Regions from separate parts of the Macaca mulatta genome. Here region 2 is linked to region 1. Evidence: chromatin contacts called from public Hi-C data. All regions are on one chromosome and are shown on one strand. The core of a region is the stretch at or near the end of the contact, and the rest is flanking DNA. Distances in the headings are between cores, read along the strand shown.

Region 1 (6,604 bases), core at 958-3,457:
CTAAAAATACAAAATCAGCTGGGCGTGGTGGCACATGCCTGTAATCCCAGCTACTTGGGAGGCTGAGGCAGGAGAATCGCTTGAACCCCGGAGGCAGAGGTTGCAGTGAGCCAAAATCGTGCCACTGCACTCCAGCCTGGGCAACAAGAGCGAAACTCTGCCTCAAAAAAAAAAAAAAAAAAAAAGAAAAGAAAAGAAATCAATAGTTCAATGAAAAACAAAATCACTTTTCAAATAGAGAATCAGTTCAGCCCAAAGTTCTTCAAGTTCCTGGTAAGTACAACCACTCCAGTGATTAAACTCTTGTCAAACTAGTAGTCCCAAAAGTTTAATGACAGGATTCCACTATTAAAACAGGCATCCTTGACTATACTCCTTACTGCAATAGTTATATTCTACTGGGCTTATGCTTCCACTGGATTCCATTTTAAAGGTTAAAAACCTAATAACTCAAACAAAAAGTTAAATATTAGTGTTACTAAGTAGTTTTGGATATTATAGAATTTTAGAGTTAGAAGAGATCTTTAGAGATCATGTCATTCAATTAATACAGGAATTTGCTCTATACTATACCTAGTCTAGTGGACCATCTTGTGTTGATTATACTACTTCAAAAGCCTCCAAACAAACCTACTTCTACACTTACCCCTTCCCAATCTATTCTCTATCATCAGCTAGCAGAAACTTCTCAACACGGAAATCAGATTATGTTGCTCCCTGCTTGAAACTATTTGAAGGCTTCCATTTGCAAACTCCATAACCTGGCTCTTGCCAGCCTCAAAGACCTGCCCTCAGCTCACAGCTAAATTCCTCCTGTTTGCTCCTCCTGCTGTCTGGAATGCTTTTCCAATTCAACCCTCCCCATTTGCTCTTCCACGACCAGCTCCATCCATCTCATGCTTCAAATGTCAGCTTTAAACAAACAACTCCTCAGAGAGGCTTCCTTTAATATCTCTCCACCTAATTATTAACTGTATGTTTTCTTCATATGCCAGTTTTTAATTATTTATTGGCTTGTTTTCTAATGTATCTTCCCCATCAGACTGTAAGAAAGCTCCAGAAAAACTGGCAACTTGTCTGCCTTTATTCCTCTCCAGTATCCCAAACAAATAGGAGGCACTCAATAGTTATCAACTGAATTTATGGATGGTGACTCAAATTCTGAAATTCCTAACAGTGGGAGGGCTACTAAATAACAAATAACCTCAATTCTTCTTTCTGTGAACTGAAATCTGTCTTCTAGTTCTTAAATATCCTGCAACAACCAGCCAAATCAGGGCTGAGCCCGTGAACTCGATCAGGACTGATTCCTAACCTTTTTTTTTTTGGTTCGTGAACCTTTCTGACAAATCCTTTGAAGGTAATGAATGCTCCTTCTCCTCAAGAAACAGCACATGCACAGAAACAAAACATCCAAGAGGTTTCACTCCCTCAAGACCAGCACAGACCACAGACTAAAATTCTAACCTGGACGAGAAGAGGATTCAGCAATACAATTTTTGAGAACTAAAGTCTTCAAAAATTAAATTTTAGAGAAGACTACAGAGCATCTTCTTCGAAAATAAAAAAAGAGACATGTCAGATGTCTTCAAACTACCTCACTTCAGAGGGTGCAATTGGAATCAATAAATTTTCAAGTCTAAAAGAAACTTGGGAGATCATCGTCCAAAAACTGAAGGCCCAAAAGGTAGGAGACTGGTCTGCGGTCAAGTTAGCACAACAAGGCTGGTCTTTGGTCCCCCAAACCGGTGCTCTTTCCACTTAAATCTCGATGGTTTCTTACACAGAGTTTCAGTAGTCTGAGAATTGGAAGGGAGCGGAGAGCAGAGGGAAGACTGGGGGGAGAGAGAGACGGCAGGATTGACAGGGAAGGGTCACTCTCTTTCCACTCTCCGGGAAGCGTGCAACACAGCCGGGGGCAACCTGGGGGCAACTCCCAGGGCTCACCTGTCTGGGGCCCAGAGGCGGGTGGTGCGGTCTCGGGACACGGACACAAAGGCCCCCGGCGGAAAGGGGCAGCACACCAGGCCCCGTACGTCCAGCTCGTGGCCCCGGAGCGAGCAGCTCAGCCGGTACCTGGTGGCGCCGCTCGTCATGGCCAGTGTCTGTTGGGCGCCCGGTGCCCGGGCACTGCGCAAGTCCAGTCCGTAGGGGCGACTCGGAAAGCGCCGGGCCGCGGCCGGAGAAGGGCCTGTAGGTAAGTGGCGGCCGGAGACCGGAAGAGCCCGAGAGCCGGTACGGAAGGGCGGCTGGGAAGGGGCGCGCCGAGCGGGCCGAGTGACACAGCAAGCCTGACAGGCACACCGGAATTCATCATCGGCCTCAGCCCTCCATGACGCAGAGTGTGTGCGTCTCGGCAGCTGACGGCGATGTGGAGCTGAGCTCGCTTTACTCCTGGGCTCGGGACTCCCCGCCGAGGAAGAGAGAAAGAGCCCCTCCCTGCCACCAGGACGCCCGACCCGGGGATCCTTCCCAAACCCAGATCTCTTCCGACTCCGGGCCCAACCGTTTGTCGTAATTCGGGACGCGGGCCGGGACTACAACTCCCATAATGCCGCGCCAGTTGGCGTGAACATCCAGCGCGCCGAATCCGGATATTTTAAGCCTGAGTTCTTCGCGCTGGGCTTGGCGGAATGGCTGAGTGAGATTGTTTGGTGTGTACTGTTAGGTCATCCTCACCTCTTTTCCCTGATAATCTCGAGGTTTTTGCAAGTTAACTGTGTTTTTCAATTAAAACGAGAAAGCTTGAGGCCAAATTGGGAACTATTAATCACTGAACTATTCCTCCGTTTCAAGTTATCCGAATGTCCTACCCTCTATTGTCAAATTTACAAACAAATACAGTGGTCCAAGTCAATTTTTTAAAGGTATAACTACTTTTTTCTGGCGACTTGTTAAAATGTAGATTCTGATTCAGTAGGTCTGGGTTAGAGCCGAGATACGTATTGTTAACAAGCCCCCCGCCCACCCACCCGTGGTGCTACTTGCTGGTCATTATCAGATCTTACTGAGTACCAGGGTCAACATGACCTGTCTCTTTACTTTGTTTCCCTCCCATCCGCTATTCTCTCGCATCCAACTACACTTTTCTACAAACCTTTCTAAATTGCTAAGCCCAATTCACACTTTTCTGATTTCTCCCCTTCCTAAAACTCCCACTCTAGGTTTGGAATCACTTTTCTCCTGGTTTGGGAGATCATTCTTGAAATGTTGCCTTTTGATACTTCTTTGCTACCATATCCCCTCCCTGGGTGGATTATTTACTACTTTGCTTATTTCTAAAGCTGTATTCCCATATTGTCTTTTCCAAACTCTAGATCTGTATTTCTAGCTATCTGTTAGAAATCTCTACCAATTAGTCTTACTTAAATTATTTCAACTTTTCTTTAGCCTTTCTACCCCTTCTCTCCAGCCAATCCTACACATTAAAATATATTTGTGAAATACACACTTTATTGTTTTTTATCTGCTTGACGACCTCTGATGGCTTTCCATTTTTTTGTTGTTGTTTTTTGTTTGTTTGTTTGTTTGAGACGGAGTGTTGCTCTGTTGCCAGGCTGAGTGCAGTGGTGCGATCTCGGCTCACTGCAACCTCCGCCTCCTGGGTTCAAGCGATTTTCCTGCCTCAGCCTCCCGAGTAGCTGGGACTACAGGAGCGCGCCACCACGCCCAGCTAAATTTTGTATTTTTAGTAGAAACGAAGTTTCACCATGTTGGCCAGGCTAGTCTCAATCTCTTGACCTCGTAATCTGTCGGCCTCTGCCTTCCAAAGTACTGGATTACAGGCGTGAACCACCATGCCCGGCTGGCTTTCCATTCTTACAGTACAGCATTACATAGGGCCTTTCTTTTTTTTTTTTTTTGAGACGGAGTCTCGCTCTGTCGCCCAGGCTGGAGTGCAGTGGCGCAATCTCGGCTCACTGCAAGCTCCGTCTCCCGGGTTCACGCCATTCTCCTGCCTCAGCCTCCCGAGTAGCTGGGACTACAGGCGCCGGCCCCTGCGCCCGGCTAATTTTTTCTATTTTTAGTAGAGACGGGGTTTCACCATGGTCTCGATCTCCTGACCTTGTGATCCGCCCACCTCGGCCTCCCAAAGTGCTGGGATTACAGGCGTGAGCCACCACGCCCGGCCTACATAGGGCCTTTCACACAATCTCCCTAATCTGTTTTACTAGATTCATCTCCCTCTGTTTTCTCTCTTATTCTAGCCATTTCGAATTTGTCACCATTCCCTGAACACATTATACTGTATGCTGTCCATGTCTCTATGCTCTTTGTACATGCATTTTTTTTTTTTAACTTAGAATTCCACTTTCTCCATCTGTCATAGTTCAACACCAGTTTATCTTCTGGTTTCTTCTAGTTCCCCTGGGGAACCAATGCAGTTTTATTTGTTGTCAATATAGTATTTACTGCATTCTAATATATTCTTTTATGTCTGTCTTTTCTACCGGACTACATTTTATTATTATCAAGACCTTTTATTTTACATGAATCTTAACCATCTAGTTTACTGCCTCCTATATAACAGGAAATGTTTTTCAACTTTGTATTCAGTTTACCAATTTTCACAGTCTCTCATTTAGTTCTCAAAATAACCCTGCAAGGTAGATAGTATTATTATTCCCATTTCACACATAAATAATTTGCCTCGTTTAAAAAATGTTAATTTGGAGGCTATTAGGTTGAGATAGCTCCAGCTCTGGAGCCCAACTCAATGTAAACAGTAAAATGAAACTTAAGCTTAACTAACAGAAACAGACAAACCTCTAACTATGGACTTTCCACTTTAACCAATCAAGTAAGTATATTTTCTTGGTCTTGCTTCCACCAACCCTTTATAAAAGTTTTCGCCTCATGCTGTAATTGCCCAACTGTGTTCTTACCTGCTGCCTTCCAAAAAAACCAATGCACTGAGAACTACAAATGTTGCAGCAGGGAAAGATGAATAATCACAGAGCCAGCCGAGCGAGGAGGATGGGAGATATTTCTCAAATCCACCTCCAAGAATGTAGAGGCTAGGTTTTTAAAGGATCAGTTGGTGGGCAGGAGGCTAGGAAATGGGAAATGCTAATTGGTTGGGTCAAGGATGAATCACAGGCGTGTCAGAACTATCTTCCTGAACCTGAGTCATTTCTGATGAGTGGGGTTCACAGGTCCACGTTGTGTCTGTTGGTCTGCCAAAATGCTAAATTTGAAAAATATCTCAAACACCAGTTAATTAGGTTTCACAATAGTAATGTTATCTGTAGGAGTAGTTGGCGAAGTTACAAGTCTTGTGACCTCTGGTTACATGACTCCAGAGCAGGAGGCTCTATAGAAAAGCAAGCTAATTATTCTGGACGAGGTGGCTCCGCCTGTAATCCTACAACTTGGGAGGCCGAGGCAGGTGGATCATGAGGTCAGGAGATCGAGGCCGTCCTGGCTAACACAGTGAAACCTTGTCTCTACTAAAAATACAAAAAATTAGCTGGGCACGGCGGCATGCACCTGTAGTCCCAGCTACTCAGAAGCCTGAGGCAAGAGAATCGCTTGAACCTGGGAGGCAGAGGTTGCAGTGAGCCGAGATAGCACCACTCCACTCCAGCCTGGGCGACAGAGGAAGACTCTGTCTCAAAAAAAAAACAAACAAACAGTGAAATATGAACTTCATCTTTAAGGATGGTTATCAGCTTCTAAATCACATTTGTCTTGCCGGTCCTGTAGAACATTGCAGAAAATGTTTCAAAGCTAATACATTTCAATATCCCAAAAGATAATTGCTGTTTTCAAGTTTTTGGTGCCCAAAAAGGAGAAAAACATTCTTCTAGTGCTAATACATTTAGTAAGCTTTTTTCTTGGCTTTTAATAAGTTTTTTGTTAAACATTTAAGGACACTTTATCCTTTCTTTTCATATGCTTTGAAATATTGTCTAGATAATTACATAATTCATTGAAAGATGGCTAATGTGAATATTCATTATGATTTTTATTGTCCCCTTATTGAAAGTTTATTTATTTATTTTTTTAACTTTTTTTTTTTTTTTTTGAGATGAAGTCTTACTCTTGTTGTCAAGCTGGAGTGCAATGGCGCAATCTTGGCTCACTGCAACCTCTGCCTCTCGGGTTCAAGCAATTCTCCTGCTTCAGCGTCCCGCGTAGCTGGGATTACAGGTAGCTGTCACCACGCCCAGCTAATTTTTGTATTTTTAGTAGAGACATGTTTCACCATGTTGGCCAGGCTGGTCTCGAACTCCTGACCTCAGGTGATCCACTCGCCTTGGCCTCCCAAAGTGCTGAGATTACAGGCGTGAGCCACTGTGCCTGGCCAAAAGTTTATTTTTAAAAAGTATTAATAATGCATTCCTTGGTTTAAAATTCAAAAGATGTAAAGGATGCACATTTTCAAACCCTAACCACCCAGTTTTCCTCTCTGGAGGCTTCTCAGTTTCTTGTGTTGTTCCCAAAGATTGTTTATACAGATGCAAGAAAATGTTAGCATTGAATACTTATTCACCTTAGTTTATATATCTTGGAAAACTTTCCATATTGTATGGGAAGAAGAAAACTTTTCCTCTACCCTGTCATGTTCACTATTCAAGGGCCTACGAGTTAAACTGACAAA
Region 2 (6,660 bases), core at 284-2,783, 53 kb before region 1:
CTCACTAATCAGGAAAATAAAAATTAAAACAAACACAATATTAATTTGACCCATTAGTCTGGCATTTTTTTAAAAAAATGGTTATCAAAAGCTAGTTAAGAATTTCAGAAATAGGTATTCTTATATATGTACTGTTTGCACTATAAATCTGTAAAGTCTCATTTGGAAAGCATTTGGCGGCATTCACCAAGTTTTTAACAGCACAAACTTTGACCCAGGAATTTCAGTGCTGACACTCTCTCCCAACATAACTCTTGTATAAGATATATACATAAAGGTGTTCGTAGTCACAATACAAAAAAACCCTGCAAACCTAAATACCAAAAAAAATAATAAAATACCAGGCAGTCACTAAAAATAACAAACCACGTATATAAAGAAGCCTATCACAACAACGCAGGTACTCAACAGCGGGAATAACACAACACAGCTTAAATGTAGCAACTTAAATACACATATCTGACGAGGAGTGATTAAAAGAGGCCGCGTATCAAAATATTAATGGAGGGGCAAGAAGGACTTAACGCTTTCCCTTTATTTCTGCATTGAATGAATTTAAATTACATTGTTTTGAAACAAATTACGAACTTTTTTTAAACGGCGTTCTCTTGGTAGATTGGTGGCGTATAAAGAACATGGCCTTTGTAGTCAGATATTTGGATTCAAACCTAGGAGCTATTAACAAACTCTGTGACTGTGGGTAAAGTTTCTTAACTTCCTTGGGCCTCAATTTTCTCATCAGTAATGTGGAGTTAACCACATCTATGAAAAGATGAACACGAAGGGAGAACTGTTTGGCTTGCAAGGGAAATGAAGGCTAGCTTCCAACTCATATTCTTCTGGGAGACTGAAACCATAGGAGTGGAAGGAGCCAAGAGTATTAAAAAAAAAAAAAAAGAGATGATCAGGAAATCCAGAAACTTGACGTTCAAGATTTAAGACACGGATGGGAGTGTGGGGCTCACCAGGACTTAGGTAGGAACATGAACCTCAAGCACGGACGACCTTGGGATCGCCGCGCTAGCAGTGAGCTCCAGCCGGCGCCCCATCCCTCTGGTAGCCCGACTTCTTCCGAAAAAGCAGCAGCTCCGGGAAGCGGCCAGAGGGGCGCGCACGCACCTGCTGCAGGGAGCCCGAGACGCTGGAAGAGTCGGTACTCCTCCGCTTCCGGCGCTCACTACGCTCCACGCTGCTCCCGCCCCAGCAGCTGCCGCCGCTCCCACCGCCGGTGACACTTCCACTAAAGCTGGCGTTCCCACAGCAGCTGACGCTCCCGCAGCCCCCGACGCTCCCGCAGCCGCTAGTGCTTCCACTGCCGCCGCTGGCCAAGGCGGGTACGATGTCCGGGGCCGCGAGCGCCGCAGCCGCCTCCTGACTGCTACGTTTGCGCCGTTTCTCCCGGGAGGACTTTTTCCCCGTCATGGTCCCTCTGCTGCAACCATCGGAGGAAAGTCCGCTGCCTGGTGTGACCGAAGCCCGACTCCCGCGGCAGTGGGCGGCAGGCACTGGCGTCGCAGGTTATGCGTCACTTCCGTCCGTGACACAGAACGTGGTGAAGCGTTATGGGCCAGGGTGGCGGAGGGGTTGCTAGAACCAGTTGCGCTTCCTCCTCCGGTCGCTGAGGTCGGTTGGAGTGTGTAGCGGGTAGCCTGTCTAGACAGTTTTTTTGTTTTGTTTTGTTTTTATACCTCCACAAAGCATAGAAGGTGGAACTTATGTCGTTTTACCTTCGAAACTTTTTAGTGTGTTTGTCAGTTTACAGTAAGGTTGAAGTATAGTTGTTGATTCTCCATTTCCGTCTACCTCCAAATCTTAAGATATTAACAACGCTGTAACAATAAAGAGAACCTAGGGAAAAGTTGTTGCATCTCCTTTTCGTCATTACCTGGGCAAATTATGTATTTCTTGCGTAGAGTCTAACATGGACAAGTAAAGAGCTTGAGTTCATTTTTAAAATTGAAAATGGGTCAAAGCTTTATGAGATTTTATGGGTGGATGTAATCTAAACAGAAGGCAGATTTTGAGGAAAGGGAGCTAGAACACTTAAAAAGTGAACCAAGGTCTTTGCCATTTCAGCAGGGGCCTTTAGCCACTGAGGGAAAAACGTAGAGCCTGGGGCAAAACTAGCTGGGTGGTAGTAATTCTGTGCCTTTCCCTGGGGTAAGAAGCAACTAAAGAAGCTTCCCTTCACTTTGTCTCCTATTTGTCTCAGTCATTCAGCAACTACTTAAGTGCCTAAAACAAACCAGCCTAGGGTTAATAACTAGGAATACTTCCAGCCCTAGGAAAACTGTCTTCCCCCAGGCCCCACTCTTAAATTGGTCTTCTAAGGTAAATGCTGGGACTGAGCCCAGTGTGTTCCCAGGGGTTCCATTAAGTATCACACTCATTAAGAGTCATATCTGAAAGGATTGAGAGTGTTGTGTTCACAGATGGGAAAAATACATAAAATTAATAACATGTTACATTTATAAACCTGTTATGAATTGTGTCCCTGAAACCATCCTCATAATTTTAATAAAACTAAATTGCTAGAATTTTTTTTTTTTGAGACTGAGTTTCACTCTTATTGCCCAGGCTGGAGTACAATGCACGATCCCAGCTCACAGTAACCTCCGCCTCCCGTGTTCAAGCGATTCTCCTGCCTCAGCCTCCTAAGTAGCTGGGACTACAGCCATGCGCCACCACGGCAGGCTAAGTTTGTATTTTTAGTAGAGACAGGGTTTCTCCATGTTGGTCAGGCTGGTCTCAAACTCCCGACCTCAGGTGATCCACCCTCCTCAGCCTCCCAAAGTGCTGGGATTACAGGTGTGAGCAACCGTGCCCTGCCAAATCGCGAGATTTTTAACAAAAGATAAGTTTTGAGTAGAAGCATAGCTAAACATTAACAAACTTTTCCTATAGCCCACTTCCTTATAGCTGCTTATTGCTTTATAGATAGTATCTTTGACTCAGTTAAGAAATCTCAAGTTTCCCATTTTGAGATATTTCCCAGATTCTGTACTCCAATGGTGTTATAGGAGTTAAGAAATTATTTTAGATAGATAGAGAGGAAAAGCGGTCTTTGGAAAGTTTTTTTCCTTTTAAAGCAGCTCCAGAAATGTTCCTTGTCTAGCAAGAAAGCTGGGCTGGCAAGCTTTGATATGCAAATGCAGACCATTAGAAACTTGGTTTACTCAGTATGGCGATTCCCCTCTTCTTCTTGTCCCCACGTGCCTAGCAATATGACCATCCCCACATACCCCCACATGTGTAGAACATCATGGCACCCTGCATTTGCATATTAAAAGACTAGGGTGGGAGGGCCACTTTTTTTGCAGGCTATGTGAATGACATACCTGGTCAAACCAATTCCCTGGGTCATATGCAGATTTGTCACCACCTCCTCCAGCCTCATAATTGGCTGTTGCCTGCTGCACCGGGGATTCCCTCTTTTGGCTTGGAGCCCTCTTCCCTCTGGCTGTGTATGAGGGAGCCTCTTATTTCTTGCATATTAAATTCTCCATTCCTTAAAACCACTCCACTTTTGTCTGTATCATTTTATTTAAACCAGCATGAGACAAAGGACTCCTCCAGTCATTGGAACCATATCAGTGGGGTCACTGATGCTACTCCGTTTGAAGACCCCTTCTAAGAAACGAACTCAGCACAAGAATACACTTTCTACCTTCTTATGATTACATCCCCCATGCCCTAACCAATCAGCAACCCCTAGCTCCTCAGCCCCCTACCTACCAACATTTCCTTAAAAACCCCTGTCCAAAACTTACGGGGGGAGGTGATTTGAGGTTCCCTCCCATCTTCTCCCTTGGCTGCCATACCATTATTAAACTATTTCTCTGCTGCAACTCCTGCTGTTTCCATGTATTGGTCTGGTACCATGTAGTGGTTAATAGAACCTGATGGTTCTATAACATCACCCACAAAATTCATATGTTGAATCCCTAAACCCTAACCTCAATGTGACTGAATTTGGAGATAGGGTCATTAAGGAGGTAATTAAGGTTAAATGAGGTCGTAAGGGTGGATCCCTAATCTAACTGGTGTCCTTATTAAAAGAAGAGCCTGGGCCAGTGACGGTGGCTCACGCCTGTAATCCCAGCACTTTGGGAGGCTGAGGCGGGCAGATCACAAGGGAGATGGAGACCATCCTGGCCAACACGGTGAAATCCCATCTCTACCAAAAATACAAAATTAGCCCAGCGTGGTGGCGGGCACCTGTATCCCAGCTACTTGGGAGGCTGAGGCAGGAGAATGGCGTGAACCCGGGAGGCAGAGCTTGCAATGAACCGAGATCACACCACTGCACTCCAGCTTGGGTGACAGAGTGAGACTCCATCTCAAAAAAAAAAAAAAAAAAAAAAAGAGCCTGGTACAGTGGTGCATGCCTGCAGTGCAAGCTACTCAGGAGGCAAACTGGGGAGGATTGCTTGAGGCCAGAAATTCCGGGCTGTGGTGTGCTATACTGATCAGGTGTCTGCACTTAGTTCAGCATCAATATGGTGACCTTCTGGGAGTGGAAGCCACCAGGTTGCCTAAGCGGGGTGAACTGGGCCAGGCCCAAAATGGAACAGGTAAAAACTCCCATGCTAGGCTAGGCATGGTGGCTCACACCTATAATTATAGCACTTTGGGAGGCCGAGGCAGGCAGATCCCCTGAGGTCAAGAGTTCGAGACCAGCCTGGCCAACATAGTGAAACCCCATCTCTACTAAAAATACAAAAATTAGCCAGAAATTGCTTGAACTCTGGAGGTGGAGGTTGCAGTGAGCCGAGATGGTGCCACTGCACTCCAGCCTGAGCAACAGAGCAAGACTCCATCTCAAAAAACAAAACAAAACCTCCCATGCTGATTAGTAATGAGGTCACAGCTGTGAATAGCCACTGTACTCCACCCTGAACAACAAAGCAAGACCACGCCTCTAAAGAAAAGAACAGACTGCCCTGTCTTCTCACCACGCACAGAGGAAAGGCCATGTGAAGACACAGTGAGAAGGTAGCCATCTACAAGCTGGGAAGAGAAGCCTCACCAGAAACCAACCTTGATGACATGCTGATCTTGGACCTTTAGCCTCCAGAACTGAGAAAATAAATTTCTGTTTAAGACACCCAGTTTGTGGCACTTTGTTATGGCACCTTGAGCTAGCTAATACAGATCTACAATGTTATGTGTAGCCTGGATAGAGCTAGTTCTTTATTAATTTCTGGCTGCAAATTGCTCTCTTATAAAATTAATTGAGAAGCTTCCGGGTTTCCACTTTGTTCTACAGCTACCTGACAGACGGTGTTCATATTTCTTCAGGTGGACCAAGAAGGCAAGGCACTCCTCACTAGATTGCTGTACAGTATTTATGAACTTGGCAGATGAATCACAGTCTTTGTCCTCTCACACACTTGTTCTAGGACACAAAGGCATTGTTCTACCTCTGGCGATAGAGAAGGGGAGAAAATAGACAAAATGCAGGCCTTCATAAGCATATTTTTAGTGAGGGGAAACAATAAGAAAATACACAATAGGAAGTGCTTCTGTCCTCACTCACTATGGCACTCTGCATTCTTCTTACCATTTTTCTTCAGCACCCTTAAACACTACCACACATATATTTATCTGTCTCCTTCCACTTGAATGTAAGCTCTTTGAAAGCAAGGACTTTGTTTTATTTGCTGCTGCTTTTTTTTTTTTTTTTTTTTTTGAGACAGAATCTCGCCCTGTTGCTTAGGCTGGAGTGCAATGGTGCGACCTCAGCTCACTGCAGCCTCAGATTCAAGTGATTCTCCTGCCCCAGCCTCCCGAGTAGCCGGGATTACAGGCACCCACCACCACACCCAGCTAATTTTTGTAGTTTTAGTAGAGATGGGGTTTCACCATGTTGGCCAAGCTGTTCTAGAACTCCTGACCTTGTGATCTGCCTGCCTGAGCCTCCCAAAGTGCTAGGATTACAGGCGTGAGCCACTGCGCCTGGCCTTATTTGCTTCTTTATTCCGAATATCCCACTGTACTTATTAAAAATTTGACAAAGGCTGGATACAGTGGCCCAATCTGTAATACTAGCACTTTAGGAGGCTGAGTTGGGTGGATCCCTTGAACCGAGGAGTTCAAGAACAGCCTGAGCAACATGGCAAAACACCATCTCTACAAAAAAATACAAAAAAAAAAAAAAAGAAAAAAAAAATTAGCCAGGCATGGTGGCACATGCCTGTAGTCCCAGCTACTCAGGAAGCTGAGGTGGAAGGATTACCTGAGGCCTGGGGAGACTGAGGCTGCTGTGAGCTGTGAATGCACCACTGCACTCCAGTATGGGGGACAGAATGAGTAAAATTAATGGCTAGAAACTAGTCTTTTAATAAATGAGGTCGGGAGGAGGTTTGCAGTGCTCTTACATCGCATGGCAGAGAGATATAGCTGTAGGGACTTAGCTGCTACTGAGAAGTTGACAGTCAAGTGGGTTTTGGAACCACAGGTACAAACTGCTTTCTATGTGGGGTTCTGCTGAATGGAAGACAGGGGAAGGACTTTGATTTATGCTAGGAACATGCCATAGAGATATCACAAGCCTGACTTAGAGAGATGTCTCTTTAGGTTGAACCATATGAAAGTGGCTTTTTACAGATTTAAAATGGTTGAATGTTGATTCAAGCAGCAGAGAGACAGAGAGAAAAA

The links. Hi-C and Micro-C count contacts between places; a contact is called where the count stands out from the background.
Region 2: a Hi-C map of liver shows a contact between it and region 1, with 3 times the contacts expected there. The contact joins the promoter of CAAP1 here to the promoter of PLAA in region 1. A contact is called at or near these places in 2 of 14 Hi-C or Micro-C datasets (cortical neurons and liver).

What each region holds. Positions count from the first base shown.
Region 1 is chr15:72,315,342-72,321,945 of T2T-MMU8v2.0, reverse strand. PLAA (phospholipase A2 activating protein) reads right to left here and starts at 2,207. Exons shown (of 14, transcript NM_001260548.1): 1 at 1,948-2,207. The coding sequence starts at 2,096.
Region 2 is chr15:72,367,245-72,373,904 of T2T-MMU8v2.0, reverse strand. It overlaps CAAP1 (caspase activity and apoptosis inhibitor 1), which reads right to left and starts at 1,533. Exons shown (of 6, transcript NM_001194328.1): 1 at 1,120-1,533. The coding sequence starts at 1,422.